Linked DNA regions of Drosophila melanogaster: region 2 is linked to region 1. Evidence: chromatin contacts called from public Hi-C data. All regions are on one chromosome and are shown on one strand. Each heading gives the region's core, a stretch centred on a gene start, on an enhancer-like site or on the middle of the called end of the contact. The rest is flanking DNA. Distances are from core to core; before and after follow the strand shown. Region 1 holds the start of CG14722. Region 2 holds the start of mod(mdg4) (modifier of mdg4).

Region 1 (3,597 bases), core at 307-2,806:
GTCCGCGCTTTAAATTTTTGTCGCATTACTTTGAGCTTGAGAAACGTATTCGGCTGAAAGCCTGCTATTTCATTGAAGTGCATGGCGGGAATCTGGTCAATCAGAGAGCAATATTTTTCCATTAGCTCCACATAAGTGTTGCGAAAGAATCCAAGCGTGCTCTTCAGTGTCTCAGTATTCTGTTTATTGGGATCGATGCTGAAGTTGTCGTTTTGGGCCAAGTCCTTTAAGTAATCAGCCAGAGAATTGTCAAAAGCCACACTGTATCTGGGCTTCAATGGTGCCGCTGGTGATGGAGAGGAGGTGACGCTATTTCTTTCCAGAGAAGCGGTCGCAGGCTTTGTCGGGATTTCATTTTCTTTCGCTGAACCCAGTTTATAGCCTTGCTCCCCGCTGCCACTTTTCTCTGGAGAATCCTCAAAAAGATTACGACTACTGCCTTTATATGTATTAGGAGCCCGCGATGAGTCAAGCAGAGTCGAAATGGAGGCCAGATTGTTGCTAACTAATGGGTTTGCAGGGGAGTCCTTATCCTGAATCGTTTTTGTTTCATTTTGCCACATAGTTTTCTCCGGTTTCTTGACAGGCTGCGGAGGGGGCGGCGAATCAGGCAGTGTGAGTAGGTGATGTCTATTTCCATTTTCTTTGTTTGGAAAGTCCTCGAAGGAGAACCTTTGGAGTGGAGAGTCTAGGATCTTCCTCTCATTTTGCGTCACTTTCTTTTCCGGAGAATCCGAAAGCCAAACTATTGATGTTTTCCTCTCTTTTTGAGGTGGTTTCCTTAGTGTATCGCCAATTGATTTATTTTCAACAGGAGATTCCGACAATCCCCGATAGGTGTAACTATTCTCATTCTGTACTGGCTTTTTGGGCGAATCTCTGTCAGATTTTTTGGCAAGAAGTTCAGCTAGTGGGGACACTGACAGATCGAGGGATGTGGGCTTTTTGGGCGAATCTCTGGCATATTTCTTGGCAGAAAGTTTAGCTAGTGGGGACACTGACAGATCGAGGTATGTGTGTTTTTTGAGCTTTGCGGTTCTAGGATCTCTGCTGGACTTCTTCGTAGCAATAGTGCCATTGTTGGATTGACTGGATATCTCCGTAGTTTCATCGTCGGATGAGGACGCGTCCAGAAAGATGGGATTGTAGACTGCGGGGGGCTTGCTTCTGACACTTGCGGCTGAAATGCAACTATTAACATCCCTAATTTGGTCAAAATGCTCCAAATACCTCTGCTCTTAGGTTGACTCTGGGAATTGCCATCCAGGCCAATGAAGCTGCTAAGTGTGAGCTGTTTTCTTTGCGCGACAGGCTTCTTGGACATCACGACCAGCGATTTAAACAGATGTCAGCGCTTTAATTTGCATACAACTAGTTAACAAATAAGTAAGCAATACAATTTTATACACTTTCGGACTAAAAACCCGCGCAATATGCCAATGGAAACAATGCGAATAGGAATTAGTGTGACCGTCGGTCCACCCTTCACATATAGCTGAAACATCAGAGTAACCTACTCAAATATACCATATTTAATCCGATAATATTTTAAAAGATCATTAAAAGAAAAAAAATTGTAAAGCGATGAAAGCGCATCGCATGACTTGTATTGAAAATATAAAGTGTAAATTGATATATTGTTGTGTATCAGAGGAAAACATTTAAAAGCGAATTTAGCTAAGAACTAGTTATTTGGCCAACCATATCGAACAGCTGAGTGGCTACATGCTTTCTGCTTCTTCTTGTTCTCGTGGTATCCAAACAATATCCAAACGTGGTAAATAAAAGCGGATATTTTCGGAGCTTGGACTTGCAATATTATGCACACGTGAGTAGTTTATTACGCACCGCATTGGGTCAATGGATTGGAATCCTAAACATGTTCCGAACATACGTTTCGCAGACATAACAACTTTAAAACCCCCTCCGACGAAGACGAACTAGATGATCTGGACGAGGACATGGTGGTGGGAGTAATAGCGGAAATCGAACAGGAGGTGCTGAACGAGTCGGACAGCGACAACGACGAATATGACCTGGTAGACATGGGTGCTCCAGTGCCGGATAACGATGGCGACATTAGTTACGAAGGCAACGATAGTAGCAGCAGCGATGACAGTTTCGATCCAAATGCAGCGGACTCCGATTCAGATGATTCAATGCTCGACGAGGCGGGTGGTGTCACCGCCGGAGGAGCAACGAGTGCAAAGAAACGCAAGGATGACGATAATCCATCGGGCAGCAACAAGCAACCAGAAGCCACCTTCGACTTGGACGAGGACGACGAAACAGACGAGACTGTACGTGCCATGATAGCAGCCATAAAGAAGCCACGCAGTTCCCCTCCAGAGATTAAGCTGGAAGACTTTATAACAGATATCTGCTTTCATCCGGATCGCGACATCATCGCCTTGGCCACAATAATCGGGGATGTACATTTGTACGAGTATGACAACGAGGCTAACAAGCTGCTGCGCACTATTGAGGTTCATTCCAAAGCATGCCGCGATGTGGAGTTCACAGAGGATGGGCGCTTCCTGCTCACCTGCTCCAAAGACAAGTGCGTGATGGTCACCGATATGGAAACGGAGAAACTAAAAAAGCTATACGAGACGGCCCACGATGATGCCATCAACACGCTGCACGTTCTGAATGAAAATCTCTTTGCCTCGGGCGATGATGCCGGTACGGTCAAGCTGTGGGATTTGCGCACCAAGAACGCCATCTTCGAGCTAAAAGAACTGGAAGATCAGATCACCCAGCTGACGACTAACGAGCAAAGCAAGCTTCTGCTGGCCACCAGTGCCGATGGCTACCTGACTACATTTAATATATCCGCACGGAAGATGTACGTGCAATCGGAGCCGTACGAGGAGGAGCTGAACTGCATGGGGGTCTACCGCGGTGACTCCAAGCTGGTGGTTGGTACCTCCAAGGGTCGCTTGTACACCTACAACTGGGGCCAATTTGGGTACCACTGCGACATGTATCCGGGCATCAAGAGCCCCATTAGTCTAATGATCCCCATCACAGACCGGATTGCTTGCGTCGCCGGAGAGGATGGAAACATTCGAGCTTGTCACATCGCTCCGTATCGTAATCTCGGCGTTGTGGGACAGCATAACATGCCCATCGAATCGTTAGACGTGAATGCCAGCGGTGAGCTCATCGCATCATCCTCGCACAACAACGACGTGCGATTCTGGAATGTAAAGTATTTCGAGGACTTTGGAGATATCAAGTACAATGAGAAACACAATGCCTACAAGGAGCAGCGTCACAATCTGCCCTCCTCAAAATGCAGCAATGCATCTGACTTTTTTTCCGACTTGACCAAAGAGAACGCGGATGGTGATGATGATCCGGGCGCTGGACCCAGTAATATGGCCTAGAACGATATATTTGCTAGCAATGATTTATAGTTGGTGGGTCAATGTGAGGCGATTCTACAAACACTTCTGTTTACATGAATTAATGCAATGCTTAATCTAATGACTTTTATGCAGTAGTGTATATTCACAGATTTATTAATAGTAAATGAATGAATTGACCCATCAAGATAGAACCTCTTTGAAACCGTCAAAACGTAGTAGCTAC
Region 2 (3,597 bases), core at 401-2,900, 9.6 Mb after region 1:
AGACAAAGTTGTATTTTTTGCACTTCTTATTGATATTAGGCAAAACGCATCGGCCGAATCACACGCACACAAAGCACACACGCGCGCAGCGGTTTTTCAATCTGCAGTACACCAAACAACACACACTATTTCCTAATGCCTGTTCTTATCCCTCTGATTTTCCCAATGAATCGCTGGGCAATTGGCGATTCGAACCGATTTTCACTTGGCTCTTTGTTTTATTTAATTTTCACCGAAACGCTCTCACACGCAGAGACGCTTTTGCTCGTTCGCTGATGCTTCTGCTGCAATACACACCACCTACGAAACGAGCCAAGGGAAATTGTATCTATGGGCTGTGTATCTGTTTCTACGCGGCACGCGCTGCACGTCCGCTCGCTTCGGGTTTTCGAGAGAGAATATAACTTTTTCGATACGGTACGGTAAACGAATTCGCCTCCGAGGGATTGTATCTCACCGCTGCAGTATGACCGCAGCGCAGCACTGCTGCAATCTCACAGATATTTGGCGCGGACTCGAACCATTCATCTTATCTCAGCAAAACGACTGCGATTGGCGCATTCATTTGAAACATTATTCTGCAATTTAAGCATTCATTTTTAATTATTTTTTCTACTTTTGGATATACTACAAGAGCTAAGTAATATATTCGATGCTCAAGCTTCCCGAGGTAGCTGAATACAACTTTTCAAACACAATAGATTTTCAAAATATTGCATTTCAACAATGTAAACATATGTTTTTACTATTAAAAACGCACTAGATACACATTGCAAGGTAAAAATATGGCACCGTAAAAGTTGAACGTCGTTTTATTTATTTTTCTGAAGTAAGAGGCAACTTTTTGTAGCCACTGTCTGAATGCAAACGAATGCGTTCAATAGCAGATTAATATGCCTCACTTAGGGACACATTTCAAGTGGCCCGAAAGCTGAATCAGCTTTCTTGTCATTCCACACTTCGCACTCTTTGCTTGAAACTCGATTTGTATAAACAAGACCCACAAAGTTTACTTAAGAAATTAGCAGGCCCGTCATTGTGTGCGGTATCAATTTGAGAGCTGGCCATGCAACAAAGGGTCGTTGAACCAATAAAGAATGTATCTGTTTATAAAACAGTTTTTCGTGGCCTTGTAAAGCTCCAATTCCCATACTCAATCACTTCATACGGTTTTTATAAAGAATGAAATCCAGTCGAACAAGGAATTTTAAATTCTTTTTACGTAGTATTGACTTGCACGGAATAGGGGATTTTTGAAAAGTAGCATAGATGATAGGTAATGGATCAAAAAAGTTGATTCATTATTGTTATTTAATACCTAAAAGAGAATTTTTGATAGAGTCCCACAAAATACACCTTAGAATTCTAATTTAAAAAAAATACCTGGGAGTATTAAACTAGAAAGTTGCAACTCTGAGACATTAATTCTTATACGCTAAATAAATAATAAACTGTAAAAAAGCTAAAGAAAAATTAGCTTGGGGTGCCTATTGGATACATGGGTATACACCCAAGGACATAACACTAGATGCGCATTTACATACATAGGTATCGCGCTTATTTGCATATAATAAATTGGTTCCTAAAAATGCAAATCCTATTTTATTATTTTAACATACCGTTATCCTTTTAAAACTAAAATAAAAGTTTAAGGCATGCACTTGATAACTTTGTAGCAAGGTCTTAACTAATACACGCGATACCTAAACACATACATGTCATTAGTCTAAACGAACTAAAATAAATTGCTTTACCCTTATATGTAGATAGAGTATAAATAAGATGGGTACATCGAGTTGACTTTGAAGCAGAATGGAGCGGGGTGCATTGGCTAATGCTCGGGATCTTTAGACTTAAGGCTAGAGGACAGTGGTTTCTCCTTTATTTCAGTTTTGGGCTGGTTGAGTGTGTCGTGGTTGTGTTGCTGGTTCTTGATAATCAGCTCCCCAGTCACCGAGCACGTGATAATTCGAGCAGCGCAGCGCATGTATCGATTCCGAGCACAAAGCCAATACGTTTTGGAGCCCCGCGAATTGTTGCGATAATACCTGGAATGGTAAAATTTTATATTATATTATTTATAATATTAATAATACGACAGACTCACTCGTAGCCGCCCATCAGCAGTTTGGGCTTTCCTTTGGTGCCCTTGACAATCATTATACCTCGCTTGCGTATTATATCTATAAGTAAAAGATCAAATGAATGTTAGGTAAAGATTTACAACTTTAGGGGTATTTAATAGTCTACATATCTTACACGCACTTTTATTTCTATTTGGTTTTTGCAACTTTACTATGATATTAAAAATCCAATTAATGGAATACATTCACAGCCCTAAAATACCACTAAAGTTAAGCTCCATTGAAATTTTGTTCAGCACCTGCTAAGCTTTAACTTGATTAATAATGATTTATTGTATAAAAATGCTTTAAGATTTATTCAACAGGTATTTGTATGTTTTCTTAGGTCACAGGTGCGAGTGCTTCGCATATTTCAGTCGGTACACCTCCAGTCCATTCTTCTGCACGTGGGTGGTGGCCCTGACCTTGCAGTTCGAACTTCGATACCTGGCACACCGCCAGTTGATGCTGCTCTTCAGCTTCCGATCCATGACAAACTCATGTCTGTCGATTACCAGCTTACGCTTTTTCTTCCGGGTGCAACTAAAAGTGGCCAAATGTGAGGTACCTGCAAAGGAAAGCATAAGTGTTAATGATATATACACACAAAGTTAAGTGAGTATTAAAAATATAGGATTAGGCTTGAATGGATTATGTTTTACATAAGTTTATAATTACATGATAAAAGTTACAATACAATTATTACGCACACTTTCAGGTTGTTTTTTAGGGTTTTAATTGAGAAAATCAAACGTACTAAAAACTTTCGTTCAACGTTACAGCAACTCAGTTTTAAATTATTTTCGTAGTTGTATGCTTATAATAACTAAGTCTATGAAAATGAATAAATATGTCCATTTATCCATTTTCTTATGTACATAAACGAGTTGATCAAAATTAATTAATAAATGTTTTCCTTTCACTTAACTACAATTATGGAAAGCAGAGCACTAGCACAGCTCTAAGGTATAGGTTTTATTTAGGGTTTATCAAAACTATAAGATATCTCCCTTCAGCATTACAAAATCAAAACTGTTTGGAATTCATAACCATAGCCAAAAGATGGTTCACACATTATTCAATTGCAGCTTCATGTACTGCTTTCGCTCCTGGTCGAGTGGTGAATGATTGTGCGTTTTGATGTGCACTATTTTTCCGTTTAGCACATGGAGCCGACCATGGCACTTGGTCTTTGTGGTGTACTGTGTGCAGCGCCAGTAGGTTTTTCCATTTATGCACTTCTCTCGGATGAAGGGGAACTTCTTGTGCAACAGCAGCACGTGGCCCTTCTGGCTGACAACGTACTCGAATTGTTTTTCTAAAAAGAGTGGAAATGTAAAAGGTTAGTATGGGTTACCTAATGTAGACACAAGCAATGGCAAATGGCAAATGGCAAATGGCAAAGAAGCTAATAAAAAAGTTTTGCCAATCAATGTATTTTCTTTTTATTTATAATGATTGAATGCTCCACTGT

The links. A called contact is a pair of places that touch in the nucleus more often than the background predicts.
Region 2: a Hi-C map of the Kc167 cell line shows a contact between it and region 1, with 3 times the contacts expected there. The contact joins the promoter of mod(mdg4) here to the promoter of CG14722 in region 1.

What each region holds. Positions count from the first base shown.
Region 1 is chr3R:11,740,334-11,743,930 of dm6, forward strand. It overlaps CG14722, which reads left to right and starts at 1,557. Exons shown (of 2, transcript NM_141854.4): 1 at 1,557-1,828; 2 at 1,904-3,597. The coding sequence starts at 1,821. The coding sequence ends at 3,392. It overlaps Blm (Bloom syndrome helicase), which reads right to left and starts at 1,450. Exons shown (of 4, transcript NM_079595.3): 1 at 1,231-1,450; 2 at 1-1,180. The coding sequence starts at 1,324.
Region 2 is chr3R:21,349,196-21,352,792 of dm6, forward strand. mod(mdg4) (modifier of mdg4) reads right to left here. Exons shown (of 6, transcript NM_163881.2): 5 at 2,108-2,183; 6 at 1,651-2,048. The coding sequence ends at 1,832. It overlaps mod(mdg4) (modifier of mdg4), which reads left to right and starts at 1,651. Exons shown (of 6, transcript NM_163881.2): 1 at 1,651-2,048; 2 at 2,108-2,183. The coding sequence starts at 1,832. It overlaps mod(mdg4) (modifier of mdg4), which reads right to left. Exons shown (of 6, transcript NM_163881.2): 5 at 2,108-2,183; 6 at 1,651-2,048. The coding sequence ends at 1,832. It overlaps mod(mdg4) (modifier of mdg4), which reads left to right and starts at 1,651. Exons shown (of 6, transcript NM_163881.2): 1 at 1,651-2,048; 2 at 2,108-2,183. The coding sequence starts at 1,832. It also overlaps mod(mdg4) and aus.